Linked DNA regions of Hordeum vulgare: region 1 is linked to region 2. Evidence: chromatin contacts called from public Hi-C data. All regions are on one chromosome and are shown on one strand. Each heading gives the region's core, a stretch centred on a gene start, on an enhancer-like site or on the middle of the called end of the contact. The rest is flanking DNA. Distances are from core to core; before and after follow the strand shown. Region 1 has its middle 17 kb from the start of LOC123446480. Region 2 holds the start of LOC123446479 (rapid alkalinization factor-like).

The links. A called contact is a pair of places that touch in the nucleus more often than the background predicts.
Region 1: a Hi-C map of leaf shows a contact between it and region 2, with 2.7 times the contacts expected there. The contact joins the enhancer-like site here to the promoter of LOC123446479 in region 2. A contact is called at or near these places in 2 of 6 Hi-C or Micro-C datasets (leaf and seedling).

The regions. Positions count from the first base shown.
Region 1 is chr4H:361,177,194-361,182,204 of MorexV3_pseudomolecules_assembly, reverse strand. No RefSeq gene overlaps it. Among protein-coding and RNA genes, the nearest start is that of LOC123446480, 17 kb to the right of the region's middle. Within about 2 kb of position 3,429, at least 3 of the 3 cell types and tissues checked have open chromatin away from gene starts, as enhancers often do. A contact at or near this core is called in leaf and seedling, where this site is marked.
Region 2 is chr4H:360,992,715-360,997,603 of MorexV3_pseudomolecules_assembly, reverse strand. It overlaps LOC123446479 (rapid alkalinization factor-like), which reads right to left and starts at 3,204. Exons shown (of 1, transcript XM_045123063.1): 1 at 2,412-3,204. The coding sequence starts at 3,124. The coding sequence ends at 2,729.

The DNA of each region.
Region 1 (5,011 bases), core at 2,180-4,679, 180 kb before region 2:
CTTCACATTCACACGCGTCCACGTAGAAACGCCGGTGGCTCTCGAGTTTCTACCCAGGCGGCAAACATCCTCGATGATGGCGTTGCTGGGCAACGATGCCTGCTGCACCTGCATGCGGTCTGGGTCACCGCATGTCTGCTGCCTGCTGCATCGCTGGCACGCTGTTTGAATGGATGCAGGCAACAATGATTAAGCTGCTCGGGGCGCGTGTGTTAGCCTTGCGGAGAGAGAGATACACACGCTAGGTTCTCCTTCTTCGTTCCTTCTTCTACTGTACCTTGTTGTGCCTGCCTGCTCGGGATTCTACCGGGCGTATTACTTTTGGATGATTGGGTTGCTCTTACTGTAATCCTTGTGCATGATGTACTGCTGCCTGAAATCAATAGAGCTAGGCATCTAGCTGATCTCTATCCAGGATGTGCGATAAGCGTTAGGTTCACTAGCGTTGCCGCATGCAGGTGCAGCAGGCATCGCTGCCAAGCAACTCCATTGTTCAGGGCGTTTGCCGTCTGGGTAACAACACTAGGCCCACTGACGTTTCTATGTAGGCTGCAATTGCAAGCTAGTTAGGGGTGTCTATGTGAAGCAGAAACATTACGGTAGACTGACGTGTCTACGTGCAGCACCAACGTCACGCGTTGTGGCGTTTCTAAAAAGATTAGATTATAAAATAGTTTCGTACATAGTTCATTTTATGCTATAGTTTTAGATTAAGATCAGAGAATTGAAAAAATCCGCATAATCGCTGCCTTTCTTTCTGACATCTACATCCACATCGATGAGAAACATCTCTATGGATGTGTGAAATGGACTATCCCTTTTTCAGGACTAGTCTTCTGATTTGAAGCAGTTTTAATGTGCACAAGTACAAACTCTAGATGTGAGGTAGCAGTTATATCATCTATGTTAGAGATACGACACACAATCCACCACGATGAAAAACAAAATCAAACACAGGGACTTACAAAAAACATTATTGTTGACTGGCGAAAGGCACCCTCCCCTCCCGCGACATGCCCGTGCGCGCCCGGGTGGAACCCTAGCCGCCATCCACTTCGACCCGCCTCCCTCCCCTCCTCCCTGCCGCCGTCGGCGCGCGTTCTCGGGCAAAGTCCAGTGGGCACGGTGTCGGCGGGGCCCTTCTTCCCCCTCTACTCGTGGGGCTCCGGCACGGAGCGGACACCTCGAGTGGCGGCGCTGGGCGGCCGTGGGGAGTAGCGGTGCGGCGGCGGGCTGGCGGGGCGGCCGGGTGGCCGGCGCCCTGGGCCTCACGCACGGCGGGGCGGCTGCGGTGCTCCCATCTTGGGAGGTGGCGCGTGGTCGTCCTCTGCTGGGTCCGGCTGGATCTGGTGCGGAGGGTCGATCGGCGGCGCCGGCGGCTCCGGTGCTTGGAGCTCGTCGGGCGATGCGGGAAGTGCAGCGGCCGGGCGTGGCCTTTGCTCCGGTCGTGGGCGGCGGCGCGGGGAGGTCCGGCGTGGTGCCTCCCGGTGTCGTGAGGGCTTCGCGATGGCTTGATGGATCTTCCTGTGGGAGCGGACGGCTTCTCCGTTGTCGGCTCGTCTGCATCTAGACTGTTTTGACCTTCGTCTCATTTTCGTGTAGCCCGGGCGCTACTTCCATCAAAGTGTTGACCCTCTCCCAGCTGCGGTTCATCGCTCGTCTCACGCCCCGTGCAGCAGGATCGATCTCGTCTCGCGCACGTGCAGCAGGGTCGGCTCGTCTCGCGCACGGTGCAGCAGGACTGACCTCGTCTCGTGCATGGTGCAGCGGGACCGAGCTCGTCTCGTGCTCGGGGGCTGCAGGATGGGTCGATGGAGGTCAGCACTGGCCGGCATATCGGGTCTCAGCGTTGGGGGGTCTCCCAGGGGTTGCTTTATTTATAAAGCGGAGCGAAAGCCTTTTTCGGTAACACAGGGACTTAACGCAAAAAACCACTCCAACATGATAGAGAAAAACACACGGACATCAACCTACTAATCTTCAGTATGTCGGGAAAGGTTACAAAAGTCGAGAATTTACAAACAATTAACTTCTCATTGCGACGGCTTACAAGCGATATACCGGCGGGACTTTACGTCCAAGGCCGAGCCCACGGGTGTGCAAACTAAGCGGCCCGCACAGGGCTCATAAATTCTAGGCCCTAAAATTCTTGTTGTAGGTCTGATTGAGCAAACAGGTAGGTCTAGTTGAGCTAGGAGGCCGAAATGCCTGGATAGTGCATAGCACGCCTGGCTCTCAAGTAATTTGATCACTTCTAAAAAAAGTAATTTCATTGTTTATCGATGGCTGAGAGAATACCGATTGTTCTCATGATCTATGGGCGTGAGCTCAAAAATAGGACCCCTGATGTACCCATAATAAAAGTAACATAGATAGTAGTATAAGTGCCACCTAAGCAAAAAATATGATGTGACAACTAATAAATAAGAAGAGATAGAAAATGAATAACTTAGCATGTTACTACCTCTATAAGAGCAAGTACAATAGAGCTGAGTCAGCTGGCTATAAGGAATAAACTAATATATTTTTGTTTAGTTAGAGGAAAGAAAAGAGAAGAGAGAAGGTAAGCGGGCTCTTAGAGCATGGTTAATAGTATAGCCAACTGTTGGCTATAAGCATTCTTATAGCTCATCTTATAGCTAGCTTGTACAATAGTTAGCTGTAAAAGAGTACTACTTTTATCATATATGGCCCATCTTTCATTCTCACAAAGCACCTAGGAGCACGTGCTAGAGTTGGCTCTTCACGAAGAACCCGTTTTCCTTCTCTCTCCTCTTCTCTCTCATCCAACTCAACAAAAATATAATATTTTAATCCTTACAGCCTGCAGACTGTACCTTATTGTACTTACTCTTAGCTAATAGTCAGCTCTAGCACGTCCTCCTAGGCATTTTATGAATATGAAAGGTGAAACATATAATAAAGAAGTAGTACACTTTTGTAATGAACTATTGTACATGTTGGCTATAAGATGAGTTATAGATGACATGTCAATAGCTTATAGCCAGCAGCTGGCTATACTATTGTACTTCCTCTAAGTAACATAATGGATACCAAGGCAAGATGAGTCTATAGCCTAATAAATAATAGGCTCAATGTTACTAACCCTATGTTACTATCCACTATGAAGGTAGTAACTTAGACTAGTAACATATACTCCATATGTTCCTAAATATAAGTCTTTTTAGAAATTTCATTAAGGGACTACGTACGGAGCAAAATGAGTGAACCTATACTCTAAAGTATGTCTATATACATCCGTACGTAGTCTTTTAATGGAATCTCTTAAAAAACTTATATTTAAAAACGAAGGAAGTATACGTTACTAGTCTATGTTATTGGTCATTATAAGTAGTCTAATGGTGCAGCAACCAACCCGTAGTTGCCGGCAGACGACACAACAAAGGACCGACGGTAAGGCCCGCAATGCTGGCAGGCATGACAACAACAACAGGTGAGAAGGACAGCCGTGTTTTCCAACAACGCGAGTAGGACATGCACATGGCTGTTTTCCAACAACGCGTTCTAAATCAACTTAACTAAATAAATTTTTAAATTAACTAATCAAGAGCAGTGATTACCATCCCCCATGTCGCCTTTAGGGCAGCCCTGGCAGAACCATAGATCGAGCCGTCACCGGCCTCTCTCCCACCTTCGATGTTGAGTAACATTATTGTTTAGGAAAGCACACATAAACTAGAATTTGTTTCCGTCTTAACTTATACTTTAAGATGATCATATATTCCTATATATATTTTCTATATATATATGTCCACGAGGCTCAAGCAATACAACAACTATTCCATCAATTCCTCTTATCCCGTTCAATATGGTATCTGCCGCAAGTTTCTTGACCTAGCCGCCGCCACAGCTTCCGCCCCGCGCGCCGCCCCTAGGGCGGTCGGCCTCCATGACCGCCGCCGGGGCCGCGCCGCCCGTACCTAGGGTTCGTCCGTCGGTCATGTTGACCGGCTGCCCTAGAGAGTCTTTTTCCCGATCTCCTCATCCGGGTTTTCTCTCTCATGTCGGTCTCTTGATCGGCGCTCTTTCTTTTTGGTTTTTGGATCTAAGATCAGTTTGCGTCGCCCGCCGCCGCCGACGACCACCACGCCTCTACTCCGACATCGGCGCGACCCGGCGGCCTCGCGCAAACCCGGCGGGTACTCAACACCGTCGACCACACGCCGGCACGCCCATCGATCTCCGCCGGTTGTCATCGCCCTCCTCCGATCGGGACGCCTGCATCGCCTCGACCCGACGGCCTCACGCCATGCGGCGGCCCATCACAGCCGTCGTTCGCGCGCCGCCTGCCCGTCGATCTTCACCGTCGCCTCGTACGGTCGGGCCGCCGCCTGCCTCGAGCCGGCTACAATGGGCCGACTGCGTCGGGCCGGCTGCCGCCTCCAGCCCTGCCACCTGCCTCGGGCTGGCTGTCGGCTGCGTCGGGCTGGCTTCCGCCTCCGACCGCAGCGCGTGCCTTGGGCTGGCTGCGTCGGGTCAGCTGCCGCCTCCGACCGCGCCGCCTACCTCGGGGTGGCTGCCGCCTCCGGCCACACCGCCTGCCTCACGCCAGCTGCGTCGTGCCGGCTCCAGCTCCGTCCTTGCCGGCTGCTTCGCACCGGCCGCCTCAGGCCGACTGTTCCGCTGCCTGCGTCACGCCGGCTGCTTCGGGCCGCCTGCGTCGCGCTGGCTGCCGGGCCTGGCCGCCACCCCGCCTCCACTGAACGACTTCCACGACCTCGCGTGCGATCGGATTGATCACCCGCCCGCCCGCGATCTGCCTCATCTATGTCGTGCGACCGACCTGGCCCGTTGGTTGCGCGCGCCTCCACAGGCCTCGTGAAGACTGTCCCGAATAAAGCGCGCCCCTCCACCGATCGAGCATCGGGCTGCCGTGCGTAGCCCCATCGGGCCGCAGCGCCGTCGCCCGCGAGCCGCTGCTACACCGTTCCTTCGGGTTGTAGTGCTGCGGCACGCGGTCCCCGCTGCCGCCCGAGGCCGTCCTCGTCGC
Region 2 (4,889 bases), core at 1,955-4,454:
GCACGCTCGCGGACACGTGGGTGGAGGGTGGGGGGACTTTAGTCCCGGGTTGTTGCCCACCGGGACTAAAGGATGGGGACGTTTAGTCCCCACTTTTAGTCTCAGTTGGTGACTCGGGACAAAATGTCGTTGCCAACCAGAATTAAAGCTCCGTTCTCCACTATTGTGGGCTGGCAAATGCAAGGTAAACCGGTTGCTCTGAGCCAGGGTGTCGCACGACGGCAGCTTCGTATAGATGGAATAAGATTCTCCCCACCAAGCCCCTGTTCTGGTGGTTCGTCTCGCATTTTCGGTGAACATATGGAGGTGTGTCTTCAATGGATTTGTATTTGATGCATTTGGTAGTTGTTCGTTTACATTCATTTGTTTTCAGATTGGATCATTTTGATCTACGCTAGTCTTCATCAACGAGTGTTGTTGTTCTAGTAATCCTATGTCGACTTAACATAATGACTTTCCAATTGTTTACTGCAACAAGATTTGCATGGCTTCGATGAAGGAGTGATGATGACGTCGCTTGAGTGATTGTAATCTTCGTTAGGTGGTTTGTGGATCTAGATTTAATTTTTATTATTTTTAATCTTTTTATACTGCCATAATTGATGATGAATATATTGAAATTTTCTTGGCCAAAGAAAATGTCTTATTAACAAGTGAGTCCCACGATTAAAGAGACATCAAATATAATGATTTTGTGCTTGCACGCTGCCTTCGTAGACTTCACATCCAAACGTAGCTTGCATTTGCAATATGGACGGTGCTACAGAGTTGCTCTAAGTTGCTGCCTCCTCGGGTAAGGTCAACTTGAACGCATGATTTTAAACAAATGTTTTTTTGTCCAAATTTTATTTGTTTGGATAGGATAATAAGGCGGCGTTTAGTCTGCTTTATAGATGCGCCGGTTATACGCACATCTGGTCTTTACAACCAGGTGTTTCCCTTATTTTTTGTTGGTACTAAAACTTTTTTTGTTTCATCAAAGATACATAAACATTCACCAATTCTTCGCCACGGGAGCAAGACTAAAAAAATAGGAACTATAATTAGATATTTTAAAATTATAATTAGACATTTCAAATCATGTCCAATAGTCATAATTGTTCCTATTTGTTAAACTAATATATTTTTCTATATCTTCATTATTGATTTGCAGATTTTTGAGCTTCACAACTCCTTTCTCATTCGATTCTAAAGAATTAGACATTGCTCCCCCTTAGGTCTCTTCTTTAGTCATCTCTAACTTCAATTTTATCAAAAGATCTTGCAAATTATGTTCGATCAAAAGATCGATGCATTCTTTCTTCCAATACCAAAACTTCCATCCCTCCTACACACAAATGTAAGCAAATAAGCTACAAAAATTTCTTCAAAGCCAACAAGAAAACCGAACCAAGAGAAACACGTATCCATCATTTTTGCACTTGACGAACATCCATTCGGGATGTTCCTGTGTCGTGACGACACGGCGCACGACCTTCCGCGGACAATAATCACACTATATGAGCGGAACAGTGAGCCGACAAGCCTCTGGGCCAACGCCGAGCCAGGGCGACGACAAACCGTGGCTTTGTCGGCGAATTGACAACGAGATAGATCCTAACGGCTAGAGCAGGACTCAACACCTGCATGTGGCGTCGAGGCATTGTCGGGGCTGTGTGGTCCGATACCCGGCCAATCCATGGCAAGGCGCAACCACCCACGGCCTAATGCGGCAAATTCGGCTGGCAGAATGCGGCAAATCCTGCAGTCGCAGATCTACCGGTTGGTCGCCCACGCCGGCTGCATGGGAGCACCAAGCCACCAGTCGTGCTATGAGAAGATTGAGGAGGGGGAGGGGCCGGAGAGCGAGGTAGGAAAATAGGGCGGCGGCACTATGAGGGAGGGTTTGCTTAGCGGGCGACGCATGAGGGGGCGAAGAAAAGGGGGGGCATGTGTCCTTCACGGGTGGACCAGGGGAAGATATGGGCATGCGTCTCGCCCGTTCGCGCGTGTCCGCTTCGGCACAAACGGGAATGCAGTGAAAGCGGGCGGAAAACGGACATTGTACGTTTTCTCTCCATGTTGGGTCGAATTTTCTCTTCGTTTATTCCTAAACGGACGGGGCCAAACGATTTGGGGTTGCACGTTAAAGTTGCGTTGGAGTTGTCCTAAGATGCAACATCTTGCTGTCTAATAAAAGAGAAAATAATATTCCTTCATTCCATAATATAGTCACGTTTTCCGAGATCTAAATTTAATCATATATTTAACCAACAAAACTGATTGTGACAAAAGCAAAAATTATACCATTAAATTCATATTTTCTATATGAATTCAATGGTAGGAATGGAATGGATTAAGAACACCAGTTAATCGTGTATGTTGGGGGTGTTTGTTTCTAAGGGGTTAGACTTTTTTTTAGCTCCAGCGACTAAAGAAAAAAGTCCGTCCAATAAAGTTTTTTTAGACCTTAAAAAAAATCCCTCATGTTTGATTACATAGGGACTAAAAAAAAAGTTTCTTTAGTTAGTCCCTGGAAATAAATAGGGCGACAAAATCCCTGTAAACAAACAGGGCGGTAGTATACAAGCCTCTGTCACTTCAACTTGTTCCATCCACGTAACAGTGCTGGACGTGTAGCTCGTGTATCGACCGTCACCCAAAAACATCACAAAGTGGACAGAGAACAAAAATAACTGACGAAGCAGAGCTGCTGCAGCCTGAGGGAGAAAATAGGGCGGTGGTCCGGCTAGTCGCGGCACTGGGTGATGGCGGAGCAGCCACGCGAGTAGGGGTTGGCGACGGCGCCCGGATGGCAGTTGTAGTAGGACGCGCCGGGCACGGAACACGGCACCGAGTCCCTCATCAGCGCGGAGTAGCTGATGTACTGCGTATGCGTAGGGTAGCCGCCGCCATCCTCCTCTTCCTCCTCGTAGAAAAGGCGCCGCCTGAGTCCAAATCCTCCGTCGTGCTCGCGCTCGCGCAGGCACTCCTCTACCGTGCCTTCGCAGGAGCTGGGTCCCGAACGCATCCACCCCGCCACATCCGCCGTGCGCCCCTGGACGACGAGCTCCACTGCCGCCGCGGCCGCTGTGGCAGAGGCCACGAGCGTGGCTACGAACAGGAGCTGCGTTTGCCGAGCCATGGTTGACGAGAGAGCGGCAATGGAGGCTGCTGTGCTCTGGGATGCGTGGGGTGGTGGAGCCAGGACAGGAGCGAACGTGCCGCACTCGACCTTGGGCGGTGCAGCAACAGAGGAAGCCTTTTTAAACGCGAAGTGTGGGAGTGGTGTGTTTAGAGTCGGCCCGGATTTGTGTTCAAATTACAGGAGTGTGCCACTCATGTTAACCCTACCGGAATTTGCCCGTGTGCAAGGTGCAACACAGATGCATGCACCATTGATTGAGTGAGGGTCAGCGTCGGCCGCCAGATCACAGCCGACCATCACAACATAGTTAATAATATAGTGAGCTGTTAGCTATAAGATGTTGTCATATTATTAATAACCAACATATATTTATTTATACTTTCTTCATCTTAAAATAAATATTTCCAGCTTAATATAATTTTATACTCCCTCCGTCCCGAAATTAATGTCGAGTGTGTAGTTCATTGGCCATTTTATAAAAAAAACCTCATATTTACAAAGCTGAGGGAGTACAATAAGTTTAGCTATAAGGTTGGTTATGGCTGTAAGATTAGTATTTTTTTCTCATCTTTTCTCTATCTTTTTCTTCAGAGTTATTGCTTTTGTCTAGGACCCGCATAGAGATAGGCTTTTGCATAAGAGCCCACTCTCTTTATTTATTCCCGTCTCTCTCCTTCACATAAGCAAAATTAAAATTATCATGTAGGCACGGTTATAGCCTATTATTGTACCTGCTCTTAGATCTATATCTATCTAGTATATCGAGTAGTCCTTATCTATGCAATAAGACTTATATTGTAGAATATTTTATAACAAAGTAAATGTTGTAGAAATCTTCTATAACATAGATGATGTTGTGATTTTTTTCACTATTTTTGCAATATGAGTGTTCTTGCGAAAAACAAAATACAACACAAATGATGTTGTAGAAAATATTAATAATTTTCTTGTCTTCATTGTCTTTGTAATGTGTGTGTTGTTATGGGAAGCAATTTGTAACACACACGATGTTGCCTAAAGACACACAAAGAAGACATGTGTCACACAGAGAGATGACGAATCGCTCGTGTGTGATTTGAGTGAAGCCAAGCGTTTTCCTGGTACGGTTCCACATCAAAGTCTTTACTCCGGTTTTGGCTGACTTTCTAGAGAGTTCCGATCTATTCATCACTTGTTAAGGTAGTACATTCAGGTCCATGGACCACCTAACGACGATTACAAGCATTGGAGCAAGATGAAAGCACGTCGTCGTCTTCGCCCCTCCCTCATCAAAGCTGGGCAAATCTTGTGGTAGTAGACACTCGGGAAGTCATTTTGTTAAGACCCCATAGGACCAGTGTACCAGAAGAGTAATCGTCGTTGATGAAGAAAAATGTAGATCGAAAGGATTCAATATGTAGACACACAAGCATCGACGAACAAAGCCAGGATCCACGTGGATCCACCAAAGACAAACACCGAGTGAATCCCATGAGATTTGTGGGAGACAAACCTCCACACACCTTTCGACGATGCTAGAAACATCACCAGGACGGGGACAAGACGGGGAGAACCTTATTCCATCTTCAGAGAGTCCCTGCCACCTTGCCTCTCTGAGCAGGACACAAAATTCAAAAAGGCATTAAAATGAAGCGATCCTCCCTTCGCCAGCGCGGGCCGGAATCCACCACGACTCCATGGCCCTAAGACCAGAGGAGACAAGGTAGACCGATGACGACACCGGCGGGAGGCACGAGAAAACCCTAGTCAAAGGGTCATCTTT